Regions from separate parts of the Zea mays genome. Here region 1 is linked to region 2. Evidence: chromatin contacts called from public Hi-C data. All regions are on one chromosome and are shown on one strand. The core of a region is the stretch at or near the end of the contact, and the rest is flanking DNA. Distances in the headings are between cores, read along the strand shown. Region 1 holds the start of LOC103654420 (probable E3 ubiquitin-protein ligase ARI8). Region 2 holds the start of LOC100193708.

What was found. Hi-C and Micro-C count contacts between places; a contact is called where the count stands out from the background.
Region 1: a contact with region 2 is called in a Hi-C map of leaf, with 4 times the contacts expected there. The contact joins the promoter of LOC103654420 here to the promoter of LOC100193708 in region 2. A contact is called at or near these places in 7 of 25 Hi-C or Micro-C datasets (ear, endosperm, leaf and 2 more).

What each region holds. Positions count from the first base shown.
Region 1 is chr4:200,141,439-200,146,884 of Zm-B73-REFERENCE-NAM-5.0, reverse strand. It overlaps LOC103654420 (probable E3 ubiquitin-protein ligase ARI8), which reads right to left and starts at 3,759. Exons shown (of 15, transcript NM_001328366.1): 1 at 3,436-3,759. The coding sequence starts at 3,630.
Region 2 is chr4:199,926,857-199,932,433 of Zm-B73-REFERENCE-NAM-5.0, reverse strand. It overlaps LOC100193708, which reads left to right and starts at 3,078. Exons shown (of 11, transcript NM_001138800.1): 1 at 3,078-3,570; 2 at 4,148-4,242; 3 at 4,759-4,816; 4 at 4,902-5,096; 5 at 5,164-5,240; 6 at 5,360-5,442; 7 at 5,565-5,577. The coding sequence starts at 3,426.

The DNA of each region.
Region 1 (5,446 bases), core at 2,510-5,009, 210 kb before region 2:
TCAGCCCACACAAATCAACGCTCAGATTAAGAAGCAAAGGAAGCTCCTGCAGTGCTACTTTTAAGTCCAATCCAGACCACATAAATCAATACTTAGCTGATGTTGGGATGTAATCGAATCGGATACGGACAGATATTACTCGTTTCATATTTGTTTTCATAATTTCACTTCAGATTCAGATCGGATATTATCGAGTTGTGTCGAGTAAGATTAGAATGGATATCAGCATCTTAAATATCCAAATTTGAGTATACGGATATGGATCAGATACTGAATACCAGGACTCGAATATGGATCAGATCTTAGCCCTCTTAGAAGTATCAAATTTGAATAGAGACGGATAATATCCGTACCATTTACACCCTTAGCTGCATATAAAACAGGCATCAGCAGCCACAGCACTGAAATGATCATCAAAAAGTTTGTGGGAAATCCTCCGGAGACACCGCCTGCTCTACCTCCAGTTCAAAATGGAGATGTTGTTCCTACGCCAGAAAAAGCTTTGAAAGCTCGTTTATGCAGGGGTAGGGCTGGAAAAAAGCTCGAGGCTCACGAGCCGGCTCGAGCTCACTCAGGCTCGGCTCAGCTCGGAGAGGCTCGCGAGCCAGGCAGATCATGTAGTACTTATGTTGTGACACTGTTACATTACTATGTTATTGATTTATTTTCTTATTTTTTATGGACCTAATGCTATATATAGTTTAAAATATGTTCCTGCATTTTTGGTACATACTTTTTTATTTTATATATAATGAAAATATACAATTTATGCTCTAAATTGGACTTAGTGTGGTGGCTCGTGAGCCTAATCGAGCCCGAGCCAAGCCTGATCTCCAAGCTCGCAATGCGACCGAGCCGAGCTTGGCTTGCTAGGTGACCAAGCCGCACCGAGCCGAGCCGAGCTATGCAGGGGCATGCGCAGGTCTTAGTTCAGAGGAAGGATCAGTCCTCTTCTGCTGCTTCTTGGGAGGATGTTGATCAATTTCAGCAGCGGTATCCAGATTTCCAGCTTGAGGACAAGTTGTTTCTCGAGGGCGAGAGTGATGTTATGTGGGGCAGGACATATGGAAGGCGCCAGCGCCAAAAGGAATAAAGGAGTCCAGATACAGCTTGCTAAGACTAAATTAGAGAAGTAATCTATAGTGAGGAAAGGAATCTTAGCTTGGGTCATACCGTCATAGTCCTAGTACGAGTCAAGTGGAAGAGTCCTAGTATTTTTTTTTCGAACACGCAGAAGAGCTGCGTATCATTGAATTAAGAAGAAAGGTCTAAAATTAGACCAATTACAAACACAACAGAAAAAAAGAAATAAAAAGAAAAAGGAGAAGAAAAAAAACAAACAAGGCCATCCTGCCCCACAATCTAGACTCAAACAGCATCCTTCCCTTATGAAGTTAGCAACTGAACTCTCTCCTAGATCCCTACATGACACCTGGAATGTGAGCTGTAATAAGGGCAAGATGATTGGCCCCCGCAAATTTCCAAATAATAATTTCTTCTTCAGCTCTTCTAATAGCACCCTCCAGGCTAGGTGTAGCTCTATCAAAAACACATCCATTTCTGTGGTTCCAGAGAGTCCAAAGCCCAAGGGTAATCAAGGAATTGAGCCCCTTTTTAGCAATCCCCTGCAACTGCTCACTGCTTCTGCTCCACCACTCCATTTTAGTTTCTCCCACCACAGGAGTAAGACCTTTCCCAGCAGCTGAAACCAAAAACTCCTAGCAAAAACACACCCCACCAAAATGTGATCTATGGTTTCTTGCTCTTGGTCACACAGGACACATTTGTCAGGATGGCTAAGTCCTCTCTTCTGCAGACGATCTGCTGTCCAGTATTCCTAGTCTGATAAGATGTAATACGCTAGCTATATATGCCGGGAAGTTGAAGTAATAAAGCAAGCCAATTTAATCTAAATCTCTCTCTCGTCTGGTTCTTAAGATTTGGGGAAAGCATAGTCCCTTGCTAGGTTGCTCAAAACAGTGATACTAACAGTTGATTAAGAAGCAAAGGAAGTTCCTGCGGTGCAACTCTTAATCCCAAATTCAGCCGATTAAATCTCTCTCTCGTCTAGTTCTTAAGATTTGGGGAAAGCATAGTCCCTTGCTAGGTTGCTCATAACAGTGATACTAACAGTTGATTAAGAAGCAAAGGAAGTTCCTGCAGTGCAACTCTTAATCCCAAATTGAGCCCACACAAATCAACGCTCAGATTAAGAAGCAAACAGAGCTCCTGCAGTGCTACTTTTAAGCCCAATTCAGACCGCACAAATCAATACTTACCGGTGCATATAAAACAGGCGTCAGCAGCCACAGCACTGAAATGGTCATCAAAAAGTTCGTGGGAAATCCTCCGGAGACGCTGCCTGCTCTACCTCCAGTTCAAAATGGAGTTGTTGTGCCTACGCCAGAAAAAGCTTTGAAAGCTCGTTTATGCAGGGGCATGCGCAGATCTTAGTTCAGTGGAAGGATCAGCCCTCTTCTGCCGTTTCTTGGGAAGATGTTGACCAATTTCAGCAGGGGTATCCAGATTTCCAGCTTGAGGACAAGCTGTATATCGAGGGCAGGAGTGATGTTATGTGGGGCAGGACATATGGAAGGCGCCAGCGCCAAAAGGAATAAAGGAGTCCAGATACAGCTTGCTAAAACTAAATTAGAGAAGTACTCTATAGTGAGGAAAGGAATCTTAGCTTGGGTCATAGTCCTAGTACGAGTCAAGTGGAAGAGTCCTAGTATTAATTGTTACGTATTCCTAGTCTGATAAGATGTAATACGCCAGCTATATATGCCGGGAAGTTGAAGGAATAACGCAAGCCAATTTAATCTAAATCTCTCTCTCGTCTAGTTATTAAGCTTTGGGGAAAGCATAGTCCCTTGCTAGGTTGCTCATAACAGTGATACTAACAGTTAATTAAGAAGCAAAGGAAGTTCCTGCAGCACAACTCTTAATCCCAAATTCAGCCCACACAAATCAACGCTCAGATTAAGAAGCAAACGGAGTTCAGGCAGTGCTACTTTAAAGCCCAATTAAGACCACACAAATCAATACTTAGCGGTGCATATAAAACAGGCGTCAGCTTCCACAGCACTAAAATAATCACCAATTTGCACCATACCACCAGTTCTAATAGAAGTCTATGAACCGATCTAACACTTCACTGATTTATGAATGAATTGATCTGACCCGCTAGCGCTCCAGCACATTGCTACCACTCTAGCGCTCCAGATCGCCAAAATCCCCAGCTCACAGAAATATCGTCACATATGAAATGGAAGAACTGAGCTAAAAACAACAACATTCCATTCAAGCAGGAGCACGCGACCTTTTCAGCCTTTTCCAACACATCCGAACTCAAACCCCAAGATTCCGGCGATAACTAGAAATTATAAGCAAGGCATCGCCCTATCCGCCTCTTCGTGCTCGCAGCATCAGTCTCACCTGCTCGCGCCTAGAGACCACCTCGTCGGTCCCCTCGGCCTCGAGGCCCTCGTCGTAGTCCCCGGCCACCAGCTCCTCGCTCCCGCTGTTGCTCCCACCGTCGTCGCCCACGTCGCTGTAGCAGTAGTCGTAGTAGTCATCGTTGTCCATCACCTCCTCATCGCTGGCGGTGTTCATCTCCACGTCGGAGTCCATCCAGCCGCGGCACGAATCCGGCGATCGGGAGATCGCGCGGAGGCGAGGCGGGAAAGGGAGGGGCGATAAGGCTAGGGTTCCGGCCGGCCGGCCGGCCGGGTCGGGGCTCTGGGAGGGATAGGAGGAAAGGGGGCGGTGAGCGGAGGTCGGTAGAGTTGCGTGCCCGAGTCGGGGTGGGGCGCGTTTAATAGTCGTTTCTCTTGGTCTTTTTTGTGCCGTGGCCCGTGGGAGTCTGGAGGCTGAGACGGGAGTACGGGACTACAGGAGGGGAGGGGAGGGGTGCTCTTGGGAATGACACCCATCATGGCCAAACGCGGTTAAACTCCCTTCGTTTCCTTTTTAACTACATTTACTAGGTGGATGCCCGTGCGTTGCAACGGGAAGATAAAATATCACAATAACTCATGTACAAATATGGTATAATATTATAGAAAAAGGTTACAAATGTGTTATAATGTTTAGGAAAGAAAACAAAGCCACTGTCTGTGCATTCACTGGGACCTGAAAACATTAGGTGGACTAACCTCTCCACAGGACGAAAAGGCAATATAGTTGCAATTGCAAGCACACAAAAAAGTGGTCTGCACAAGAAAGTGTATATCATGGCAGATCTTCTTCGGACTTGAAAAATAATACACGAGAAAAAGAAGACATGAAAAATATGTAGTTCTACACGCATATTGTTGATGCACCATCGGTTTTGAACGAATCAACTTGTCTTACAATTTCTAATAATAGTCAAATATGTCGACAACCGTACATTAATTTAATCTTTTTTAGCGATACTGATAAGTCGTTGTTGTATGTTTGGAGGGATAGCATAGCGGCATGAATTCTCCTCGTAACTTAATAGATCAATTACAAAGTTCCTTCGAAGAATCTTTGTATCCTACACACAAAGACATAAGAGAACAATACTGTCGGCGTTTCGAGACAGGGGGGTCCCTAAGCCGACGAGTGAGTGTGCTGCGTGCCCCAGCCCAGATGGGTCGAGCGCGTGGGCGAGCGCGAAGGGGGGAGAGGCGAGGTGGCCGGAGTCGAGCGTGAGAGAGGTGGAAGTCCCGCGGCCTTCGTGTTCGTCCCGCGCCCAGGTCAGGTGCGCTTGCAGTAGGGGGGTTACAAGCGTCCACGCGGGTGAGGGAAGCGAGCGGCACCAAGAGAGCGCTTGTCCCGTCCTCGGTCCCGCGCGGCCAACCTTTTCTGAGAAGGCCCTGGTCCTCCCTTTTATAGTCGTAAGGAGAGGATCCAGGTGTACAATGGGGGGTGTAGCAGAGTGCTACGTGTCTAGCGGAGGGAGAGCTAGCGCCCTAGGTACATGCCAATGTGGCAGCCGGAGAGATCTGGGCACCCTGCTGGCGTGATGTCGTGGCTGTCGGAGGTGCGGCGGAGCCTGATGGAGGGACAGCTGTTGGAGCGGTCGAGTCCCTGCTGACGTTGTCCTGCTTCCGTAAGAGAGCTGGGGGTCGCCGTCGTCATAGAGCTTGTGGAGCGCCATCATTGCCCCTCCGGCGGAGCTGGCCGGATGAGACGCCGGTCTTGTTCTCCGTGACCCGAGTCGATTCGGGGTAGGATGATGATGGCGCCTCCTGCTGACGTGGCGGTCTGTGCCCTAGGCAGGGCGACGTGGGGGTTCCTCCGAAGCCGAGGTTGAGTCTGCCTTCTGTTGCCGTGGCCGAGCCCGAGCCAAGGGGTCGGGCGAGGCGGAAGTCGTCCGGCCGAGGCCAGGGCGGAGTCCGAGCCCTGGGGTCGGGCGAAGCGGAGTTTCGTCGTCTTCCGGGCCTTAGCCCGAGTCCGAGCCCTAGGGTCGGGCGGAGCG
Region 2 (5,577 bases), core at 1,829-4,328:
CGGTAACTCCGGAAACAAAAACGATATCGGTAATTCGGAAACATCAAAAACGAAAGTTCGGTACGAAAATTACACTGGTTACTATCAGAATCTAAAATTCGATCGGTAAAAACTGTAACATGTACCCTCAATTGACTTCAAAAAATAACGCAAGTCATACATTCATATAAAATTAGTGATAATATATAAGGTAGGAGGTCACAATAAATATATAAAGTAAGAAGTCATACAATAATAAAATCATTATATATATTTAAATAAAGAAGAATCAAGATGTGTATAATGATATAGCACTTATATTCTATTTGTACTCCTACTACTTGGCATATTCAATATAATTAGTGTCATCTCGGTCATTCTTAAGTTCTCGTGCAAATTATGAAAGTTTTATAAAAGTTTCAAACGATTCTAAACTATATAGCATTAGATAGATCTTGATTTTAGGAACATAATAAAATTAGTTTCATATTTTTCTAAGCTAAGATGAATTTATTATGAATTTATAAAGATCAGTTCATATTTAATATTTTTCTGAAAAATACCGAGTTTATTACCGACGGTAAAATTCCGAATAAAAACAGTAATTTCCGGAAAATGGTCGGAAGAGACCCAAACCGTTTATGTTTCCGATTCCGAGTTTTTCTACCGATTTCGTTTCCGTATTTTCGGTAACCGTTTTCGTTTCCGTTTAGACCTAAATTTCGGTAAAACTTCGAAAACGATTCCCGGTATCCGAAAATTATCGTTTCCGTTTTGACCCCTAATAAATAGGTGAACAGTAAGTGTCCTGCATGAAGTATCTTTTCGAGGACCATAGCTTCGTGTTGCTCAGGCTTCGAAGAACCTTTGTGTCACCTTATGTTAAGGAGTCGAATGTATGTTTGTAAACTTATTTAATATAAAGGAAGGTGGAATGAAAATGTCAAGGTATATGAGATGAGTTTCACACTCTACTGCACATTTTTGTTTCATTTTATATTGCTCCACTCACATCTCCTTTCTTTTTTCATGGAAGACATTAGTCCTTCGTATTAACACCTCGGACAAGTGTTAAAACAAGGACCAATATTCACATATTTAACTTGTGTTACCTTGATTCTCAATACATTCAGAGAGGATTAAAATGAAGTATTCAACACGTAGCGAGAAGCAACCGTTCTCTACCATACGTCGGGCCTGTTTGGTTCAGCTTTTTTCTGATCGGCTTTTCCGAGAATCTAGTTGTGGGGAGAATCTGGCTGTGTAGAGAATATAAGTATCGTTATGATTACGTGTGGAGAAGATAAAGTTGTACATTGGGTTCAGGATCTATAAAGTGACGGATTACTACTATTGCGACGACTCAACCGATTATATGTTTATGTTGATTTTGAATGTTTTTTACCCAAACGAATTTTATAGAAGCTGGCTGAAAAGCTGAGTGTTTGGCAGTCCGCAGCAGCTTTTGGTGGCCAGAAGCTGCGAAAAGCCGAAACAAATAGGCACATCATGTCACGCACCTGAGATGCAGGCGTGGTGCTGCTTCTTCTGAACGTGTGCTCTCCTCTGAATTTTAAAACCATAGCGCCGTATGGATCAATCTTCCATGGCGGCAAGGGCAACACCGTCATGGCCGGCCAAGCATAATGCTCAACTAGCTAGGAACTGTACATGCGCTGCGCAACAAAGAAAAGAGGAAGAAAAAAAAAGTCCTCAAGATGCCTCTCTAGACCGGTGAAAGGTACTACACAGCGCGCTTTTGTGTGTGAATGGAAGGAGGAGACGCTTTTGAGAACAAATAAAATAAAATAAAAAAGCACACGTACACACACACGGTCTCGGCCTGCGGCGTTGGTATTTTTGCAGGGTCAAAGTCTCAAAAAGGAGCGTCTCGCCACACGCCTCAGCCGTCAGCCCTGAGCCCTCCAGTCCTGTCCAGTCCAATCATGAAAGCAAAGCTACACCATCCGCCGCTCGATCGGAGAAAGCTAGATGTATGTCTTTCACAAAGGTACGGTCAGCACGAAAGGAGGTTGAATTGTGTGAGAGAGAGAAAAAAAAAAGAAAAGTTAGAGAATTCTCGTCCAATAATAAAATGATTAATTTTGACTTTCACTATTTAGATTCTTTTTGCCCCCTAGTACATGCTTTGGCAAACGATTACAAAGAGGTATGGCTTGTTGGTTGCGGATTACTACGGATTTAATCAGATTACGGATATGATTTTTACAGTATTTTGTAAAAAATACAGTTACGTCTTCCACTATTTTATCTTTACAAATTACTTGTTTTTCGTTTTGTCAAACTACTCCATCCGTCACTCACCAACCCTCATCGCCATCGATACCCTACCCCGTCCCTCCTCTTGGTCTTAGTTAGAGATGGCCAAACGGGCCACCCGGCCCAACCCGTCAGGCACGGTTAGAAAACCGGGTCGGACCATCTAAGCACGAGGGCTCAATTTCCTGTCCGAGTTTGGCCCACAGCGGGCACGGCCCGTTTAGCACGAAAAAAGCGGACCGAAAAGCGGGCTAAGCGAGTCAGTAAGCACTTTTTAGTATAAAAAGCGGGTTTAACGAGCTTAGAGGTAAACGGGTCGTACCGGGCTATCTTACCGTGCCTAGTTTGTTGTTCAAACCCGACCTGTTTATTCGTGTCGAGCCGGCCAGACCCGCATGTAGAGATGGCCAAACGGGCCGCCCGGCCCGGCCCGGCCCGGGCCCGGTGAAGCCCGGCCAAAAACCGGGCCGGGCCTGCTGAGCCAGCGGGCTTAATTTTCTGTCCAAGCCCGGCCCACAGCGGGCCTAAACGGGCCGGGCCGGCCTGTTTAGCACGAAAAAAACGGGCCAAAAAGCGGGCTAAACGGACCGGTAAACACGTTTTAGTGTAAAAAAACGGGCTTAACGGGCTTAGAGGTAAACGGGCCGTGCCGGGCTAGCCCGCCGTGTCTAGTTTCCTGTCCAAGCCCGCCCGCTTGTTCTACCGTGCCGGGCTCGGATCGGGCCCAAAAAGCGGGCTTCGTGCCGGGCTCACGGGCCTCGTGCTTTTTGGCCATCTATACCCGCATGGAATCAGGCCGTGCTAGGCTCAGACCGACCCCAGACAGCAGGCTTCATGTCGTGGTTCTCGTGCTTGTTGGCCATCTCTAGTCTTGTCACAAGCGACGGCAGCAGAAACGCCCCGCAGCAACAAGGCCGCGCCCAATCCAATCTGCGCTGCGCTGCGAAAGGCCAGAAGAGCACACACAACACAGGTACAGCTAGCGCGCGCGGGCGGTGCGGGGCTGTCTGGCAATTACGCAGCCTTGGCAGCTTGCACCACCGCGCAAGCTAGCGCTGACGGAGGGAACAAGGGCTTGCGCGCGCACACAGGGAGGGGAGGGGACGCCTGCCGCCGATCGCCTGGTGGATCTCCCGGCGGCGGGCGAGGCAGCAGAGAGGGGACCAATGGCGCCGCCGGACGCGGGTGCGGCAGCAGCGTGCGGCGCGCGGTGGGTGAGGCGGGACACGCTGCTGGGCCTCGCGCTGGGCCAGTTCGTCTCGCTGCTCATCACCGCCACCGGCTTCGCCTCCTCCGAACTCGCCCGCCGAGGTACTACCGCTGCACCGCACTAGTCTACGCACGCCGCGTCGATCGGTTCGCCGCCGCCGACGACGACGACCGCGAGTGCTCCGTACTGTTGTGTTGCCTACTGTGGGAATTGTTGAGGGATCACGTCTCCGTGGAGAGATGAGATGAAATCGATCGAAATCTCAACTCTCCCGGGAGAGATTTGCGCTTTTGACTCTTCCGGTGGTGCAGCGAGCGAGCAAACCGGGGAATCTGGATCCTCTGCCGCAGACTCGCGCCGCTTTTTTTTTCTTTCTTTTTCTCCAGCTCGACACAGATTTTCTCTCTCTGTCTCTCTTTCCCAAAGAATATAAAATCTGTAACCCTTTTTTTCGACTACACATCGTGCCTGCCCTTCGCCCCTTCCGTTCCGCGCTTCAGTTTCAGTTGCCTCGCTCGGCTCTTTGACTAATCGTTTCACTGGGGAAAGGATTTTTTTATAAAAAAAAACGAATGTTTCGGTTTCAGTTGGATGTACACTCCTAGCTTTCGAGTTGACAAAGTTCAGTTCAGACTTGTGGTGAGTTGCCTGACACACACGCTTCACCACATTTTGCAGGGATCAACGCGCCCACCTCGCAGTCGCTCCTGAACTACGTCCTCCTCGCCGTGGCCTACGGCGGCGTCCTCCTCTACCGGCGGCAGCCACTCACGGTACGCAACGCAACGCAATCCTTCAAAGCAGCTCCAACTGCTACGTCAGAGTGAGCTATACCTATACAGTTTCATGCTCAGCGACGTAAAAGAACCCGGCCCGTTGATTCCTGTCCATCCGCGGCTTCTCGATCGCACGTCCATCCTTTTGTTGCCCTTATTCCACTTTGACCAACCAGTAGCTGGCTACGGCCGGATTCTTGCCCCCCCCATCCGACCCTCTCTCTACACCGTTGGAAGCTTGCTTGCTTTAATTTGTAGCCGACAACGACTATGAATTATGAACACGCACGTACTGCCTGTGTTATCTTGGTGTGTAGGACAGGAGCACAGCAGGATGGATTGATGCTTATTCTGATTCTGATTCTTTTCTCCCTTAGATTAGAGACTGTAACCACCAGACTCCTCTTTCGAAAGCATTCCGATTCCTGTTTCTCAAAACACACGGCTATGGCTAGCTAGGCCGCCAAGCAGCATCATAATGCATCTCGATCGCGCGTGCCCTTGTCTGTGCAGATAAAATGGTACTACTACTTAATACTTGGAATTATCGACGTGGAAGCCAACTACATCGGTACGTATACTAGCTACGTACACGTACTTAACTACTACGTTTTTCAGATCCCATTAACACAAACTAAACCACGCAATGCATGCAGTGGTCAAGTCGTACCAGTACACGTCGTTGACGAGCGTGATGCTGCTGGACTGCTGGTCGATCCCGTGCGTCATCCTGCTCACCTGGGTGTTCCTCAAGACCAAGTACGGGGCGAGGAAGTTCCTGGGCGTCGGGGTCTGCGTGCTTGGCCTCATCCTGGTCGTGTTCTCGGACGTCCACGCCTCCGACCGAGCCAGTAAGCGACCTGTTCTTTCCTCCCTCCCTCCCTCCCTCTTAGATTCTGACATATCTTCGTTCTGCAGAAGGGCCTAACCCGCTGAAGGGCGACCTGTTCGTGATCCTTGGTTCGATGCTCTACGCCTGCAGCAATGTCACCGAGGTAATTAAAAAAACCAGCGACCCGGCCGCTTGCATTATATTGGGTTTACCCGCCGCGCGCACGTGTTACCAGTGTTTAAATTTTACATGCACGGTCGGTGTGTCACTGGAACAATGCAGGAGTTCGTCATCAAGAAAAGCAACAGGGTGGAGCTGATGGCGATGCTGGGGCTTTTCGGAGCGCTTATCAGCGCCATACAAATGTATCCTCTGAAAGTAGCTCTAGCCCATTTTTTTTTGCCATATCCTACACCCTCCTCCTGTCCAAGGGAAATTTTTCTTCTTCTTCTTCTTTGCTGTTGTTTCCTTGACATGATGGCAACAGTAGTGTACTTGAG